2 separate regions of the Mus musculus genome follow, and region 1 is linked to region 2. A link is a contact called in public promoter capture Hi-C data. All regions are on one chromosome and are shown on one strand. Each heading gives the region's core, a stretch centred on a gene start, on an enhancer-like site or on the middle of the called end of the contact. The rest is flanking DNA. Distances are from core to core; before and after follow the strand shown. Region 1 has its middle 7.0 kb from the start of Gm22997. Region 2 overlaps Lgr4 (leucine-rich repeat-containing G protein-coupled receptor 4).

Region 1 (2,700 bases), core at 164-2,663, 210 kb before region 2:
ATCATGTGCTACCATGCCTGTCAAATAAACAATAGCACATAAAATGGCAAAGCACTCTTGCTACTAATAAGAGTTGGGAGCAGGAAAACCTGAAGATCCTCTTCCCACTCTACTTCCAACAGCTGCAGATACATCTCCTCCCAAACTCCCACACCGGTTACTACCAGATCTGCTGCATACAAGTGCCATTGTCTGAGATTTACCAAGGATGAGATCTCAAGAGAGCACTAAGAAAGCAGAAGGGGGAGTTGAATCCTCTGGAACTGGAGTTCCTTCTCCCATCTTTCCTGATCTTTATTTCCCACTAACTTTTTGGCCCTGTTACCAGTTACCATTTTCTGCCTCATATACCCTGCTAACCTTATTAGCTACAGACTTTGTTATAAGCTGTGTCTCTTGGATCTGCTTCTGGATTCCTGTGCGCTGTTGTCTATAGAGGCAGGAAGCTTCCAACCCCTCTTGATGCTATGAAAACCTCTACCATCCCTTCCACAACACCCTTTGTGATTACTCAAATTTCTGGACCACTGTTCATGTCACATTTTCTTTGGTATCAGATCACTTCGTTAAAGGTACCTGTGTTTCTGTACCTTTAACGTCTCCACACAGCTAGGAATGTAATCCAGGAGGAATATCCATATCATATTTCCATATGCATGCCTGAGCAAGCTATTCTTTGCCTATGTACAGAACTGAGCTTGTCAGAGAGATTAAGAGTCGAGCACTGTTGTATAATTTTAAAATCAAGTTAGTCTTTGATCTTGTCAGCATTCATCCTAGACCTCTGCTGAGGTTTACTAGGTACTCAGAGATCTAATTAATTTCCCAATTTGCTTCTATTCAATTCTATTCCCATTAAGGATTCAGTAAGGAGAATTGAGTAGTAGAATAGAGCCAACTCCTCCCTAGTTCCTGAACATAAGCCCATGAAAGCCACCTCTCCATTGTTCTTCTTTGTGCCTGGCCCTCTCTTGGCTCCAGCTGATCACAGCTTGCTCACCCTACCATGGTCCCCTAATAAACTAGAACATATGAAATAAGCCTGTGATCTCTAGGCCTTGAGCCCAGAATTTTCCCCCTGTTCTCTTCCAGATAAATTCCACTGTCCTTCGAGGCCTGCAATAAATCTCTTCCCCACCTGAAGCTTCCATTATCCCTGTTGGAAAGCATTCTCTGGCCGCTGGCTCTCGGGGATCTTACTTTTTCCCTCAGTTATGGCGCTTACTTCATTCTGCCTCATGTTCCAAGAAGTTGTTTACCAGAACAGTCTTTCCCATGAGGCCAGAAGCAAATCAAAAGCAGGGAGCCTACTACATTCATTTCTGCTTCTGCTCCTCCTAGCCCCCCTCTATCCAGTGCTTTGCGTACTACAGTCCACAGACTGTTGAACTGTTCAATGAACCCACTGTTAGAGCCTCCAGGAGCGCTGGACATCTTGAGCGCCTTCTGAGGCATGAATGGTAACTACTTTGCCAAGAGCAGGAAGGAACTCATCCAAGCAACACCATATTTGGCCTGCCTGTGAGACCATTTGTTTTCCTGTTTTCCACTCATTCTTAATTACAATCGAGCTGCCTCATGCATTTCCTCTTTCTGCTACTGGAACACACTATCAGTTAGCTCTCTGTGTCAATTCAGTATTGATGTAGGAAGCTCCAGTCAGTAAGTTTCCTCCTTGTTTCCAGACATACTGAAGGAGTCCAACACCCAAGGCCAGCAGTCAGATTTCATTAGAGTTCCTGCCTCTCCCAGATGGCCTGGGCTGGGTTGAGAGGAAAAAGCTGGATAGAGACTGAAGACTGCACTCAAGCTTTGACCCTGCCACCTGCTTTTTATAACTCAGTTTCTTTATCTGTGAAATACGACAAGTAAGCCCTTGGTTAAAGGATAGACGGGAGTGGTTTTTGTAGACTCTGGATATAAAGCAAGCAATGTGCTGGGTCATGTACTGAAGTAGTTTTTCTACTGACTCTGTACCAGGAATAAGAGTGGCACGGCCCAGTTTGGATGATAAATCCTATCAAATAATAACTGGGGAAAGGTGCTGGAGCCACTGTCGCTGAGCCACGCTGCTTCTGCTCGCCCGTCACCCCCCCCCCCCCCCATCGTGCACTAGCGGTCTCAAAAGATTCAAAGTCCAAGATGGTGGCAACCCTCAAGGACCAGCTGATTGTGAATCTTCTTAAGGAAGAACAGGTCCTCCAGAACAAGATTACAGTTGTTGAGGGTTGGTACTGTTGGCATGGCTTGTGCCATCAGTATCTTAACGAAGGACTTGGCAGATGAGCTTGCCCTTGTTGACGTCATGGAAACCAAAGGGAGAGATGATGGATCTCCAGCATGGCAGCCTCTTCCTTAAAATACCAAAAATTATCTCCAGCAAAGACTATTGTGTAGTTGAAAACTCCAAGCTGGTCATCACAGCGGGGGCCATCAGCAAGAGGGAGAGAGCTGACTTAATCTGGTACAGAGAAACGTGAACATCTTCAAGTTCATCATTCCGAACAATGTGAAGTACAGTCCACACTGCAAGCTACTGGTTGTCTCAAATCCAGTGGATATCTTGACCTTTGTGGCTCGGAAAATCGGTGGCTTTCCCAAAAGCTGACTTATTGGAAGTGGTTGCAGTCTGGATTCAGCTCGGTTCTGTTACTTGATGGGAGAAAGGCTGAGGGTTCACCTGCTGAGCTGTCACGGCTG
Region 2 (2,700 bases), core at 192-2,691:
TTCCAACCCGATCTAAACAAGTAGCTAGGCTCCTGAAATCAGGGAGAAAACCCAACAATAAGTAGGAAACTATCACCAAAAGAACTGGTTTTTAGAAATGTCAGAGTTCCCAAACTGTCACAAATTTAACACTATCAACACCTTGTAGAAGGTATAAATCTTTGCAGATGGAGCAGCTTTTAATACATATTTGTGGAAAGGGAGGGCTTGAAGTTCACACTTAAATATCAATTTGAATCATAATTGAAATTATTTTTCACAAGTGGGTTATTAGATGGTAAAAACTGATTTGTTAAAGTGAATTAATAATGAGCTATACTTAGCAATGACTTCTTCTCTGTATCTTCACTATGTTTAAGATTGCACTGTCCTAATCATAATATAATTATACAAAATATAAAAATGTACTTACAGGGTTTCCAGGTTATCTAGTCCATCAAAACAGTGTTGACTGAGGCTTTTAATTTTATTGTTATGAAGATGCCTATGGGGGGAAAAGGCACAAAAATGACATTCACACCTACCAAATACAAGTGTTATAGCTCCTTAATATATCTAAACTGATGTGGCTGAAAGCAATGATATAGCTAAGTATTTCCACACAACTACAGAAAGCTGGCTATTACACAGACTCGCTAAACACAGACTACCAACATTAGGGGAAATCTAATCAGATAATGGTGACACATTGAAGATTTCTTGATTTTGGTTCATATGAAATAAAATTTTAGAGTAGCTAGTTCCTTCCTTCATATAAAGCCTAGCATTGGTTGAGTTCTCTGAGGTGAGAAGGCAGCTTTATGGAGTTTCCATCACTTAGGATGGAAATAGATTCTAAAGGAAACGAGACTGCACCATGTCTCATGAAGTTTTGAAAGGTCAAAGGCATAGAAAATCAAAAATGTTTTGAGTAGAAGAGTTGGGAAAATAAAAAACATCCATGGAGGAATAACAAACATCTTATTTCTTTGAGCACTTCAAAACAGTTTCCTTTTTAATACTGAATAAACATACTTATTGTTGGGACAGAAACAGAAGTTATACAAAAGCAAGTTATAAAAAAAGTATTTGATAAATGACCCAATTATTTTAAAAATGTGGCTACTTGTTTTTAAAAAACTCAATAGCTACTACTAGATATTATTCAAGAAATCAGTATGTTTGATCTTATCAAAGGCACCTCCCCCAAATACTAATCGTCCAACAGCAGGATCATGGGGGACACTTTTGTAGTAACTTGTCACATGAAACCCATTTTGCCCTCAAAGTAACACAAATATGCAGGAGTAAAAAGGTTAAGCACGTACAGCACTACCAAGCTTGAAAGGTTGGTGAATGCGAAGTCGGGGATGCTTGAGATGTTGTTGAGAGCCAAGGTCAGCGCCTGCAGGGTTGGCAGGTTGCTGAGCGGACGCACAGGCACTTCCGTCAAGATGTTGTCATCCAGCCACAGATGCCGCAACTGAACGAGCCCTTCAAAACTGTCCTCCGGGACTGAGGTAATATGGTTGGCATCTAAGCGTCTGGGAAACAGAAACACCCACAGCGAGTAATGAGTTTTATTGGAAGGAGTCACACCAAAGAACACTGCTCCTGAGTTTCCAAACAGAAGGGACCCATAAAACTAGCCAGAGCCATAGAAGCCTATCTTTATTTAACTGTAACACAAGTCCTGAACAATAACAACAACTCTAAAATTCTTCCAAGGCCAGTACATTACAGCTCTTTCCTGGCTAACTTCATTGCAGAAAGGCACACTTAAAAGAAAACTCACAAAACTCAAGTTGGAAATTTATGTTTCAGAATATACACCAACCAGAGATACAGACGATGGGCTTAGCAATGATTATGTGTGCACACAAGTACTACAGTATCCAGTGTTACAGTATAGGTGTATTAGAGAACGAATTTAACTGCCACTCTGAGTTGATACCAAGAGTATGTTTACAATTTTTTAAAGAGCAACAAAGCCATTTCAGTAATTTGCTGGTGCCTTACCAGGTCGGCTAGAGCGTTTATCCAGGTCATTCCTGGGAAGATTCACTCCTCCAATAAATGCTACTGTGGCTTTAAAGGTTCACCTTTTTCAGAAAATTCTGCAGTTAGGCAGTACCTTATCAACAGGATTATTTATGTTTAAGTCTCTGTCTGGAAACCTGGATACTAAGTCCTAACTATTTCTTTCTGTTGCCACAACCAAGTATAATTGTATAATCACTTTTCAATACAAAGACAGCCTGGTGTTAGCAGGATGAGAAACTGTATAAGCCAGGAAATCCCAGTGTTGCTTATAATCTCTTGCTGATGGTTATCACATGCATTCCTGTCTCACAGTCTTGGACCTCTCTGTGAAAATGAGGGAAGAGAAAAAACTGATAAAAACCTAGAATGACTTTCTGTTTTCTTTAAGAATTGGTATCTGACAACTTTAAAGTTCAAAGACTTCTGGGTTTTAGAGAGATTTCTGTACTTTCTGTTTTTGGGGGTTTGTTTTGTTTTGTTTTGTTTTGTTTTGAAATCCTGCTCTAACTTCAGCCATTACTGTAACTTTAACTCCAGGAAACTGCTGGGCTCCCAGCCCACTGAATTTTCTTTCTTGGGGCAGATTAGCAAGGGGCTCTTTGTGGCTATCTAATGGGCATTCTGTTCTGATAGCAACAACTTAGAAGAGAGATTTTAGGAAACCAAGTAGCTGCCTTA

Evidence for each region. Capture Hi-C pulls out chosen DNA fragments and counts their contacts.
Region 1: a promoter capture Hi-C map of adipose tissue shows a contact between it and region 2. The contact joins two enhancer-like sites. A contact is called at or near these places in 2 of 39 promoter capture datasets (embryonic stem cells and liver), 2 of 15 datasets of contacts at CTCF or cohesin (both in the NIH/3T3 cell line), 11 of 484 Hi-C or Micro-C datasets (3T3-L1-derived adipocytes, brown adipocytes, cerebral cortex and 7 more), 4 of 115 datasets of contacts at active chromatin or transcription factors (extraembryonic endoderm stem cells, hepatocytes, pancreatic cancer cells and 1 more) and 3 of 9 other capture datasets (adipose tissue, embryonic stem cells and liver).

What each region holds. Positions count from the first base shown.
Region 1 is chr2:110,209,609-110,212,308 of GRCm38.p6, reverse strand. It overlaps the pseudogene Gm13937. Among named protein-coding and RNA genes, the nearest start is that of Gm22997, 7.0 kb to the left of the region's middle. Within about 2 kb of position 1,413, at least 68 of the 459 cell types and tissues checked have an H3K27ac peak or open chromatin away from gene starts, as enhancers often do. A contact at or near this core is called in adipose tissue and muscle stem cells, where this site is marked.
Region 2 is chr2:109,995,377-109,998,076 of GRCm38.p6, reverse strand. Lgr4 (leucine-rich repeat-containing G protein-coupled receptor 4) reads right to left here. Exons shown (of 18, transcript NM_172671.2): 5 at 1,308-1,523; 6 at 413-484. Among named protein-coding and RNA genes, the nearest start is that of Ccdc34, 21 kb to the left of the region's middle. Within about 2 kb of position 1,441, at least 32 of the 459 cell types and tissues checked have an H3K27ac peak or open chromatin away from gene starts, as enhancers often do. A contact at or near this core is called in adipose tissue and muscle stem cells, where this site is marked.